2 separate regions of the Mus musculus genome follow, and region 1 is linked to region 2. A link is a contact called in public promoter capture Hi-C data. All regions are on one chromosome and are shown on one strand. The core of a region is the stretch at or near the end of the contact, and the rest is flanking DNA. Distances in the headings are between cores, read along the strand shown.

Region 1 (6,765 bases), core at 2,597-5,096, 120 kb before region 2:
CCTAGTTTGTTTCTTCAAGGGAATTTCGATTCCCTTGACTTCATTTTCCCCATCAATACTTTACCCAGGAGGGAGGGGAGGGTGGGTGGAGGGGAGGAGATGGCCCAGCCTGCCCCTGCCTGGGATGCCCCGCCCCTGCCTGGGATGCCCCGCCCCTGCCTGGGATGCCCCGCCCCACCTGGGATGCTGCCTGTTTCCTTGACGCTTCAGCACCCCCTAGTGAGCTGCTGGAGATCTGCGAGCTTAGCCAGGAGAAGATGAGCTCCGTGTTTGAGGACAGCAATGTGTACATGCTGCACATGATGTACCAGGCCATGGGCGTCTGCCTGTACATGCAGGACTGGGAGGGAGCCCTGAAATACGGGCAGAAGATCATTAAGCCGTACAGGTGAGCGCCGGGCGGAACTGGGTGGCTTGCTCGGGGTGAGCACATCTGCATGCAGGTCCGGGCTTCTCCCCACCGAGCTGGCCTCCTCTGTCCTGCCAGGGAGCTCCCTCCTGAGGCAGAGTGTCACAGGCTACCCACAGAAGTCCCCTCAGGCCAGGGTTAGAAAGTCAGTCAGTCGTTCACATCTGTGCCCACCTGCCTCTTCTGTGTTAAGTGACACTTTTGACCTGGTGAGTGGAGGCAGAGGGCGGGGGCGTACCACAGCCTCCTTCCCAACCTCCTCCCACACACTGCCTGCTGCCTCCGCACACTGCAATCCCAGCTGCATTTCACCAGCCTCTAGGACTCACGGTTTGGCTCAGTCAAATAAAACAAGATGAGATTCCCATTTGTAGAAATAATGACTGAGCCAGAGAAATGGTCCATCCTAGCGGGTCACCAGACGTTAATGTGGGAGGTAGGAATGCACAGCACTGTCATTGTGTGTGGCCAGCCACTCCGAGGCTGAGACCCCTCACTGCAGAGCTCCCCAAGGCCTGCACACTAGGGGGATGAGCTATGGAGCAGTGTGAGCATTAGGCTGGAAGTCCCCTCCCCCAGAACATGTCTGGTGATCATGGTGAGTCCAAGAGGACTGGAAACTTGCAGTGAGGTCGGCCCCCACATCCCCTGATCTCTGCCATCTGTTTACCCACTGTGCTCTGGAGAGCCAGCAGGGGGAGCCAAAGAGGACGCCAGGTGTTCAAACTTGCTCCTGGAATGAACCAAGTTGGAGACCTCTGACCTTTCCCCTGCCTCAAACCTTCCTCTCAGAGAGGGACCCAGGCAGACAGCATCCCAGGCCTCAGATTTGTGGGGACGGTGGTCGGCGCTACACGACCCAAGGCTTCCTGTAGGCAGCACGCCTCCTCCTGCCTGGGAATTCTGTCTTCAGTCTTTGGGACAGAGTGTCAACATAGACAGAATAGAGCACACTGGCCTGGAGGATGCACATTTTCCACATTTGCACACTCACTCACCCACAACAGCTGTATCCTGGGCTCTGGGCTCTGTTCCCAGGAAAATGGGTCGCTCTTGAGCAGACTCCATCAGGCAGACCTCAGTTTAAACCAGAGAGAAAACCTGAACTGGACGCACAGTTCTGCTAGGCAGCAGAGCAGAGTGAGAGCGAGAGCAAGACAGACAGACAGTTAGACCAAGAAATCAGAGGGCTCAGGGTTTAGCAGACAGTTGGGTTCCTCAGATATATGTGAGTGTGCACATGCGTGTGACGTGTGTGTCCTGTCTGCCTAGTGGGAGGGAGGAGGCCTTTTTGCCGTCTGTGTGGAAGCAACATTTGCTCTGACATTTCCCTGGCGCCTTGGTCTGAGGACAGCTGAAACAGACGAGTCTGGGTTAGGGCTGAAGTTGTGTTGATGCGTGCTTCACGGTAAGATTTCCCCATCAGTTTTGATGCAGCCTCATCCAAAAGGAAACGGTGGCGGGGCATTCACAGTGCCTCTGATAGTGCACACTAGCCCACCTCACACTCTACCCGGCACCGGGTGGGCTTTGGGGAGAGCCCGGCAGACTCTGACTTGGTGACCTGCCATCTCTCCCTTCCCAGTAAGCACTACCCCGTGTACTCCCTCAACGTGGCTTCCATGTGGCTGAAGCTGGGAAGACTGTACATGGGTCTGGAAAACAAAGCGGCCGGCGAGAAGGCCCTGAAGAAGGTACGTTTGGGGCTTAAGGCCGGGCGTCCAAGCAGTTAGTCAGGTCTGCTTCTCAAGTGCCCTTGTGCCCTGGGAGGCCAGTGGCTGCAGAAGCTGAGGGTGACTCGCTGTGGACTACCCTCTGGTCATGTCATCCTGGGGTGCCTTACACTTGGTCTAGCCCAGGCCCTCTGGATAGGAGCGCACGAAGCAAGAGGGCTGAGCTAGGATTGCTGTGAGAAGAGTTCTACTCTAGGACCGAGAGGCCAATACCTAGTCTAAAGTCAAAGGGTTGGATCTGGAGGGCCACTCAGTGTGATTGCGTGGCCTGGGGAAATTCTAAAATGAACTTAACCACCATCCCCATTCATCAAAGCCAGTCATATTTACAGTATTGAGATAGCCTTTCCGGATGGGGACGGCTCCAGAGAGTTACCTGAGGAGTCTAGGGTGCGTGGTGGTCCTTCATATAGGACCTTTGACGCTGGAAGCTTTAATCTCATCAGCCATGCTGGGACCGAAACGCCTGTGCAGAAAGTGCAGGGACTCCCACGAGTTTACCATCTAGTGCGTGTGCCTGTGCTTGCTCGCATACAGGTGTGCTTATAAATATGGGGGCAAGAAGACGACCTCAGGTATAGTTCCTCAGGACGGTCCCCATGGTCGTCAGGCTCTCACTGACCTGCAGGTCACAGACTAGGTCAGGCCAGTCTGCATTGAGCTCCAAGGATTCCCCAGCCTGTTGTCTGTGGAGAACCCCTCATGGAGACGGACTCCCCCTCCTGAGATATGGAATCTCCTTGTGTTTTACATGGACGTTAACAGCACAGTGTGACTTCAGAGTTGATCTGTTGCTTCACTTTGTACAAATAAATAAATACTGCAGCCACAGACTAGCCCAGTCCCCACATCTCCCAAAGTGTCTGTGGAGATTGAAGGCCCAGGGTCCCTTCTGTTGATGTCACATCTGTTTTCTCAGTGACACTAGGGAAGAGCACCTGGTTAGGTCACCATTGGAAAGCACCATGGCGTCCAAAACGCCTAGAACAGTGGGTTCAGAGCGTGTGGGGATGACGTGAGCCCTTCTTTGTCTCCTACGAGTGTCTTTGCAGGGTGAGGAGGAGCCTGTGAGAGGTGGTTTGCCTGCCAGGCTCTGAAGCACTGACGGGCAGCATGCACCCCTGCTGGGCTGGGACTGTGGGACAGGCAGCAGCGATGTCAGATGTCGCGCTCATCCGCCCCATGTCCTTTGCTCTGCCCTAGGCCATTGCCATCATGGAGGTAGCTCACGGCAAGGACCATCCGTACATCTCTGAAATCAAGCAGGAGATTGAGAGCCACTGACTGCACCCCAGCTTTCCGTCTGCGACCTCACTCACAGGACTTGAGTATTTCCGACCTCACGGGTCACCCCAGCCCTCTGCAAAGCCTTGCCGTGCTATGTTTCAGGTTCACGTTCAGCTCTGACCTTGAGTTCATTTCCAGTGCTTGCCTTCTCTCCAAGGCCATGGCATGAGTTCACAGAATATATATTTTCGGCAGATTGAGCTTTAGAGATGCAACGACTTTTCCCTCTGTGCCTGTAGGAATGCTCAGTGGAGCTGACCGAGGAAGAAAATAAAAGAGCCAGTCATTGAAGCCTTGGTTTCTGAATGTCTGTGAGGATGCTGTGGGTGGGGGCGGGGGCTTCTCCATCGCTCCTCGAGCCCCGGTCTCTGCCCGGGAGCGGGTTAGTCATCTTCCATCTGCAGTTACTGTCACAGAACAGTGACTGGAGGAAGACAGCAGGCAGGAGGGAAGGTGCAGGGCGAGGTCGCTGGCCTGGGCGCACCTCCCTGGCACTGGACTTGGCCTCTCGCAGGCTTCCCCTTGGAACCTTCTGGAGACGCTTGGCTGAGCTTTGTCTTCCTGACACCTCCCCTCTCCTTCCGTGGATGATTCCCTGTGTGGCTCTCTCCTGGAAAGGCTCCAGGGTAAGCTTGAGGAGGGAAAAAAAAATTTCCTTACCAACCATGTGTTGTGAGCAAACACTGGTCTCTAACCCCCACGCCTGCAGGAACCAGCTCCTTCCAGGCTGGCAGGCTGGACAGCAGTGGCCTGGAGCTCTTCATCAGCAGTTCCTAAGCTGAGGAGCCGCTGCCCCCAGGGCAGGGATGGTTCTTGTAGGAAAGTCTCTGTACTCCAGAGAGAGTGACTTCCCCACAAGGTGACAAGTCATACTTAATGGAGGGTCCCTCTGCTTGTCTGTGATGTCACAGTAATGGAAGAACCCTCTGCATGTCTATGATGTCACCATAACCATAATGGAGGTCCCTCTGCTTGTCTGTGATGTCACCATAATGGAGGGTCCCCCTACTTAATCTGTGATGTCACTGTAATGGAGGGTCCCTCTGCTTGTCTGTGATGTCATCATAATGGAGGGTCCCTCTGCCTGTCTGTGATGTCACTGTAATGGAGAGTCCCCTTCCTGTCTCTGATATCACAGTAATGGAGGGTCCTCGCTTGACTATGATGTCACAGTAATGGAGGATCCCCTGCCTGCCTGTGTTGTCACTGTAATGGAGGGTCCCCTGCCTGTCTGTGATGTTACCATGACTGACTGACTGACTATAGACAAGTGTGCTTCCCCCTCTCCTATATATGGTCAGTTCTCAGCTTACTGCACACACTTGGGTTTAACTGGTAGAATTATTTTCTCCTGTAGGGCGCAGTCTTCCCATGAGCATCTCCTCTATGCAGAACACTTGTCCAGTGCACGACTCTAGACAGCCCTGATCTTCATGTTGAGGCAGTGTTTAAGCATGCTGATTTAGTGTCCATGCCACTGCTGAGCCTCACACAAGCTTGGGCTGCCATTTTTATAACTCACAAAGATTTCAGTTTCTCAGTAAATTAGAAGAGTGTGCCCCACCCTGGCAGGGAAGCCATTGTAAAGGGAACTTTGTAAGATCTGTCTGCCCACCCCATGTACAGTACACTCAGGCAAACAAGGCAGATCCTGACATGGTTTTGTGAGCTGCCTTTCTGGCTTGACAGGGGCCAGCTTTTCTGCACTTAGCAGTTGTTCCCGTTCTTTGCAGCGTTGAAGTGCAGCTGTCCTGATTCCCTCAGGACGAATATTCATGGTATGTGGTGTTACCTGGTTCTTTTCTGAGACAGGGCTCTCTGTGGAGGGAAAGGGAAGGTCTTGTGGTGTTTGCCTGGAACAAAAGCAGTATCTTACCATCTCCCTCTTCAAACTTAGCACTTTCATTTCATTCAGGGAAGTCCAAGGGTTTTGGAGCTGTGTTTCAGAAGCAAGAAACTCATTATGCACACAACTGCTCTCTCTCTCTCTCTCTCTCTCTCTCTCCCTCCCTCCCTCCCTCCCTCCCTCCCTCCCTCCCTCCCTCTCTCCCTCTCTCCCTCCCTCCCTCCCTATCATACACACCTTTCTAGGATCCTTCACTGGCCATTGCCGTTTTTTTGCCCATGTCTTCTGAAACTTCCAACCCTGAAGTATATGGGGTGTTGATCTCCATTGGTGAAAATATCTGCACCCCCGTTCTTTTCATTACAAATGGGGAGCGGCAGATTGCTTTCTATCTTTAAATGGAGAAAACAGCTTTTTCACCTCTGTCTGAGATCTACCCAGGATTGTTTCATGTATTTAGTTTCCTTTCTGTTGCTGTGATAAAACACCCAGACAAAAAGCAACTTGGTGGGGGAGGGGGGGGGGCTGGAGACGGATATCTGGATGCTCCGCTCTACAGAGTGACTCCCCGGTGCCTCATACATCTGTACATCATCTTAGACCCAAGCAAGTCTTTAAGACACTAAGAATTCTATTTGTGGGCTCGAGAGATGGCTCAGCAGTTAAGAGCACTGACTGCTTTTCCAGAGGTCCTGAGTTCAATGCCCAGCAACCACATGGTGGCTCACAACCATCTGTAATGGAATCCGATGCCCTCTTCTGGTGTGTCTGAAGACAGTGACCGTGTACTAATAAAATAAACAAAGAAATCTTTTAAAGAAAAGCAACTTAGTGGAAAAGGGTTTACAGAGGGTGAAGTCCATTGTAGACTAGGGGAAGACTTGGTAGTAGGCAGGGAAGGCAGTGTCAGGAGCAAGTGACAGGCTGGTCACATCGAATGCACCCAGGACAGGAAGAACAGCACATGAGGCCCACCCAACCCCAGAGACATACTTCCTCCAGCAAGGCTTGACCTAAAGGTTCCCTTACCTCACAAACAGTGCCACCAGAGGCCAGAAGAGGACGTCAGTTGGATCCCCTGGAGCTGGCGTTACAGGCAGCTTACAGCCTGGTGTGGATGCTCAGAGCCGTCCTCTTGAAGAGCAGAGAGCACTCTTTAAGGAGCCTTCTCTCCAGTGCCCACACCCAGTAACTCCAAGGCCTTTAGGCTTGGTTCCTTTTTCCCTCACACCCAGGGAGCTGCCAGGGGCTTTTCTGGGTCCGCATCATAGCTAGTGACACAGGGAGGATCTGTGCACTCAGATATGATGTCACGAATGTGACAGGTTCACTAATTTGTCTAGATTTTTGCCTCGAAAGGGTTTTGTCACTCGAACATTCTCGAGTCCTAGATTTTGTGTTTTACAGCTAAAGAAAATACAATGTAAGCTCACAAACACACTCATTGGTTCCCGTGGGTACCTTTTCCTCACAGCACGTGGTTCTGTGTG
Region 2 (6,064 bases), core at 1,595-4,094:
CTGGGGCAAGAGAGCACTTGCCCCTCTCAGAGACCTGGGTTCAATTCCCAGCACCTCCCTTGAGGCTCAAACTGTTTATAACTCCAGGTTCAGGGTGTCTGTCAACCCCTTCTGGCTTCCATGGGCACCGGGCACACACACGGTGCACAGACATACACGTAGGGAAACTCTTATATAAACTTATATAAAAGTAAATCTTTCACAAATTTTTGAAAGGGATCCTACCGCTTAAACATCAAATTACTTCACCAAAAAGTACTGATTCCTCTCAGTTCTTAAAAAGCCAAACCTAACATCGCTGGCCTTACTTTCTGCCTAGCAACAGTTGACCAGGGTCTAAGTGACATCCATATACAGAGCCAGCACTCTCTCTCCTTTGAATGCCATCTTCTGCGGGTTCACCCTGAACTCTACCTGTGCCACCTGACTTCTGGATCAGAATCCCACATCCACCACAACAGCCTCGGCCAACTAACCCCTACCTCCGTTTCCCCGCCGGTGAGCCAGGGCTGACAGTAACAGCACTTACTTCACAAGGTTGTTGTAACGCATGCCAAGGATTTACAGCCGGTAAGAGCATGACTGGATATGCTCACTCATTGTTGCCAGCGCCATCTTCACGATCATCTAATCTTGGAAGCGTCCCCTCCTTGAGCCATCTCCCCATTATCCCTTGTGTGCCTTCTCTTTCTTTAGCTTCAGGTGATTCTGAGAGGGAACCTGAGGGCCCGTGGCTTATTTCTAGCCATCTCCATGCTCCCAGAAAGCAGTCAGTCTCCAGATCCGGCGGGCAGAATTAGCCTGAGGGTGTCCGAGTCCAGGCATAGCACCCCTTATTTAAGGGCATTAAGGAGGGGGGCTGAAAGCCTTCAACCTCTCTGTACAGTGTGCTTGGTGGTCATAATTTTAAGGTACTTTGTAAAGGAGCCCTGTAGGTCATGAGAACTTCCCTGGGCCGTTCTCCCACTGATGGATCGTTCTCCCACTGATGGATCGTTCTCCCACTGATGGATCGTTCTCCCACTGATGGATCGTTCTCCCACTGATGGATCGTTCTCCCACTGATGGATCGTTCTTCCACTGATGGATCGTTCTCCCACTGATGGATCGTCTGAGGAAGACTCCTGAACTACCAAATGGGCTTAGAATTCTCCTCCAAGGTATAACCCTTTGATGGGTGTTTGGTAAAATGATTTGAAGGCTGGCCTTCAAATACGTTGCACCAAGCACCCTACTAACTACCAATACCTGCTCTAAATCCTTTGCATGTGTTACAATAATCCTATAAAATAAGTGCTGCTGCTCCCAGCCCCGGCTTACCAACAGGGAAACTGAGGTAGAGAGGGTAAGGTCAGGACAGTTCATTGTGGTGGATGTGGGATTCTGATGCAGAAGTTGGGTGGCACAGGGAGAGAGTTCAGCTGGCTGCTCAGATGTTTGTGGGACCCGTACAGTATACTAACAGAGTCTGATTACACAAATTTGGAGTCCCCTCAAAAGAACTTTACATTTAATTTTAGTGGGGGAACTAGTGTTTTTGAGCTAAGGGCGTCGTGTAGCATAGGCTGGCCTTGAACTCTTGCCTCCATCTCCCAAGTGCTAAGATTACAGCTCTGAGCACGTTCTCGGTCGTCACGATATTGGGGGTGGAAACCTCAGCCTCACAAAAGCTGGCCAGGCACCCTAATAACTGAGCTGCACCCTAACCCGTGGAGCCATGACGATAATGCCTTGGGGGTGGAGGGCAGACTCTGTCCCCAAACAAATCTGAAAATGAGACTATATGCATCAAGTCCTCTCTCCCCAGGTCAAGCCTTCACCCCACAATTCAGTTCTACAACGCCACATAACTGAGGGCTCCGAGGACCTTGCCATAAATGCCTCCCTCAGAATCAGAACAAAACTGATTAGAACCCTGAATGAGACACAGGATCTGAGAGCTCTCAGCCTGGCCTCGCCCAAATCAGGTACTAGAAGTATATACGCAGGCAGTTTGCTAAGACACCTGGACCCCAAGCCTGTCTGGACCCCAGTCTCTCCAGTTAACAAGCGACCTGCCCTCGTTTACAGCGGTGACTAAGGACGGAGCAATTTCTCACCCTAACATCCCAGGCTGGTGCACCTCAAGGACCCCTGGCTAGTCGAGCACCTCCCATGGGAACACACCTCTTCCAGGGGTTAGATGACATCTGGGGAACAACCCACATAGTCAACGAGATTCCAAAACTGTTCAGTACATCAGTAATCCCGTAAAAGGGCTTTCCTCCTCCTCTCCGGAGACACGCTGCCATCTCTCTGTGACTGGCAGTTACCTCTGACAAAAGGCAACTTTTCCTGGCTGAACTAAGAAGGGACTGAAACTTTGGGGCCTCAACCAAAGCTCTGCGTGCAGTTAGTTAATAAGGTTCTCCTGAGCCCTTTCCAAAGCATACGGCAGAAAGCACACTGGACCCCCCCAACCAAGAGCTAGATTTGCACCCGACACCCTCATCCCCAGGTTCTCATGGGAAACTCCCTGTACCGCGCTGTGCACAGAGGACAAGGCCCATGACACAGCAGTAAATCATTCTCGGCCCCCTAATTTCTTCACCCTCCTTTTACAGCTAAAGGACCGGGCTGGAAAGGGCTCCCTGTACTGGTTTTTTTTTTTTTTTTTTTTTTGGCTTTTGCCTCTAAGGCCTACAGTTTGAAAGGTCCTTTGCAAGGGAGGCAGTGACCAGCAAAATATACTGCTGCCTCCCCTAGAACATGGGTAAAAGAGAGCAGTCCCAGAGAGTGTTCATCAGGCGATGACGGCTGCCAGGGCGCTGCATTCCTGTGACAGATGGTTGGGTAAGATACGGACTTTCCTGCCGAAATCATTCTTGCCTGATTAGCAGCGGAGCAAAACAAAAACAGAACACGGTTTGCTAAACTGCGTGTGAAGTCGCCTATTCCTGAACGCTTACCCAAGCAACACACCTTACCACCGGGGCTGTAAATATTTACTTTCCTTGGGAACAGATTCAAGGGAAATAGAACAGGGTCTGGTGTTTGAAAACACTGGATTAACTCCGATACAAAGAAATAAAACACACGCACACACAAAGAGAAGCTCTGGAAGACAGGATGCATTGGGTGTCTCTCCTAGGAAAATCCTCCTATTTCCAGAATCGCACATGCTCCGTGGGTTGCCCTCATATCCCAGCTGGAAGAGAATTCCCATCTTACCCCACTCCACCCACGGGGCACCAGTCATATTAGTTTCCTCCTGACTTCTCGAGCACACCCTGGGCTGGAAGGCTTGCCTTCTGCATGTGCTCCCAGCCCTTGCGCCCTCCCCTTCATGGAGACTTCTTTGTCAAGTTCTCTCAGATCCTCATCCTTTTGATATGAGGGCCCAAGTTCAATTCCCGGGTCCCATCAGAGCATGGCAGCAAGCATTTGTAATACCAGCAGTGGGCAGGAGCTGGGCAAAGACAAATGGATTCCTGGAGCGTGTATGTTGATCGGCCAGAGATTCCTAATTGACAAATGTCAGGGTCAGTGAGAGACCTGGTCTCAAAAACTAAGGCTGAGAACAGAGAGCTCTGGCCTCCCAGTGCAAGGGAGTAAGCTAGAGCTGTCCCTCTCCCTGGCTTCTTCCTCTTCGCCACCCCCATCTCCCTCACTCCACTCTCTATAACTGAAAACACAACTAGGAAATTTCGGGGCTGGGATTTGCCTCAGTGGTAGAAGAATTAACTGGCAGGCATGAGGACCTGCATGCAAGCCCTAGCACCAAACCATGGAAATTATTATCTGGGGGTTCGGGTGTGGGTGTGGCATAGAAAACCCACTCTTCTAAAACAAGCATGGTTTGGGGCAGCTGGGAGAGAGTCAGGAAAGAGATCAGCCTTGTCAGTTGCTGCTTCGTGTTCTGAAAATACAGCCCAGGTTTGGATAAACACAGCCCAGGCTGGCCTTGAACTCAATATATGGGATATGCTAGTCTTGAACTCAGCAATCCTCCCACCCAGGTCCTAAGTGCTGGGATTAAAGGCCCACACTACCATCCCCACTTCTGTTATTTAAAAACATCTTTTTTGGTTTTAAGTAAAGTTCCCTTCAGCTGAACTGAAACTAGAAAGGTAAACTAGAGAAATGACCACACAAATATTCCCTTCGAGTAGCACGGAGGTTAAGATGATGCTCTCAGGAAAAAGGCCTTGGTCTGCCTTAATTCTGTTTCATACTTTAGGTATGATGGTTTTAGTCTATGGCTTCAGAAATTTTATTAAGTGCTTTTAAGTTAAAACAAAACAAAAGATGAGGCCTGCATCAGATACAACCACATCTCCACACCCTCCCACCCCAAGGTTCTGAGTCTGCAGCCACCTGGACAGACCCTTTTCATCCCACAGTCCGGCTCTGTGCCTACAGTGCACTGAGCCTCCAGGACAGCTGGAAAGATCTCCTGCAGTTACAGATGCATTCCAGAGAGAGTTTGGAAGGAGAGACGCACAAGCCAGGGCCGCCGCCTCGCGCCTCCTGCCCGGGCATGCTCATTTGGATAACCAAGCTGCTCCTCGCCCATGCAGCTCATCCTGCATAAAGGTCTGCTGGGTGGCAGAGGCCACAGCTTGTACAAACCCTTGGAGTCTAATATTAAATGAAAGATTCTTCAACTCTATCCAGATGACAAATGTCCACAGGGGCCTGCACTCTCCTACTCTAGGAAAGCTGTCGTTTGAAATTCAAAATAAGGGGCTGGAGGGATGGCTCAGTAGAGGGAAAGTACTTGCTGAGCAAGCAAGAGGACCTGAATGTGGATGTCCAGCACCACAGGTAAAGTCAGCCACAGCAGTGCACGTCTCTAACCCCGTGCTACGGGTGGCGGGGAGACCGGAGGCTCTCAGGGCTCGCTCACCACCAGCATTGCTAAAACAACAAATTCTAGATTCGGAGGGAGACCCTGCCCAAATAAATAAATAAATAAATAAATAAATAATAAATAATAAATAATAAATAATAAATAAAAGACACCTGGCATTGACTTCTGACACACAGACACATACAGTCACATATAAACACAGACACAAATACAGACACTCACATACATAAACATACACACACAGACACACACATAAACACACAGATACACAGACATAAACATATACACACACATAAACACACACGAACACACAGAGGTACACATATAAACACACACACATAAAGACACAGACCCACATACAGATATAAACATATTCAGACACACACACACACCATACAGATAAAAGTAACTTTAAAAGCTAAGGCACCAGTTATGAATGCAAGCCCTGTGAGAGCGACAGCTCAGTGGATGAGCAACTGTGCACAGCACAAAGCCTTGAGCTCCATCACCAACACTTGAATGAAAAGAGATAGCAGGGCAACTGAAGCCGAGTGTGCCCGTCCCCTGTGGCACAGCAGTGAGAGGCTGAAGGTAGCCAGAGCTGAAGGGATGCAGCACCACAGACAGGGACCACCGTGGCCTGTGAGGACACCACACACTGGCTACTCCTTCTACAGGCACCGTCTCTCTTGTTGTTGACTCTACAAACTGCATCTAAAACAATAAAAATACAATAGCAGTGAACTATGCTGAGGTTTTCAGATGCCTGCCTTTCAAAACAGACTACGGTAATTCACGAAATCGGTCCAGCTTAACAGGAAATGCCAAATAGACAGTAAGGGCAGAAAGAAGTCCTGAGTCTGCATATGGAGGACAGAAGAGGAGCGCCTAGGACAGGGTTGAAAAGGAGCTAAAGTGGGGAGGGGGAACAAAAGGGTAAAGGGTGAGAAAGACATTGCATAGATTTAACTCTGTGTGTGTGTGTGTGTGTGTGTGTGTGTATGTGTGTGTGTGCATGCGCGCGTGTATGCATATGTGTGTGCCTACATGCATATGTATGCATGTGTGAATGCATGTGTCTATGTATGTGCCGGTACACTCATACATGCATGCATATGTACCTGAATGCATATGTGTATGTTTGTGCGTGTGTGTATGTGCTTGTATGTGTGTACCTGCAAGCATGTGTATATGGATGTGTGTGTGTGTGCG

Evidence for each region. Capture Hi-C pulls out chosen DNA fragments and counts their contacts.
Region 1: a promoter capture Hi-C map of adipose tissue shows a contact between it and region 2. The contact joins two enhancer-like sites. A contact is called at or near these places in 1 of 484 Hi-C or Micro-C datasets (uterus), 2 of 115 datasets of contacts at active chromatin or transcription factors (extraembryonic endoderm stem cells and pancreatic cancer cells) and 3 of 9 other capture datasets (adipose tissue, embryonic stem cells and liver).

Annotation. Positions count from the first base shown.
Region 1 is chr1:189,877,447-189,884,211 of GRCm38.p6, reverse strand. Smyd2 (SET and MYND domain containing 2) reads left to right here. Exons shown (of 12, transcript NM_026796.2): 10 at 214-388; 11 at 1,995-2,103; 12 at 3,346-3,720. The coding sequence ends at 3,426. Among named protein-coding and RNA genes, the nearest start is that of Smyd2, 41 kb to the left of the region's middle. Within about 2 kb of position 3,846, at least 40 of the 459 cell types and tissues checked have an H3K27ac peak or open chromatin away from gene starts, as enhancers often do. A contact at or near this core is called in adipose tissue and uterus, where this site is marked.
Region 2 is chr1:189,753,676-189,759,739 of GRCm38.p6, reverse strand. All of the region lies in intron 1 of Ptpn14 (protein tyrosine phosphatase, non-receptor type 14), which reads right to left. Among named protein-coding and RNA genes, the nearest start is that of Gm51739, 22 kb to the left of the region's middle. Within about 2 kb of position 2,844, at least 77 of the 459 cell types and tissues checked have an H3K27ac peak or open chromatin away from gene starts, as enhancers often do. A contact at or near this core is called in adipose tissue and uterus, where this site is marked.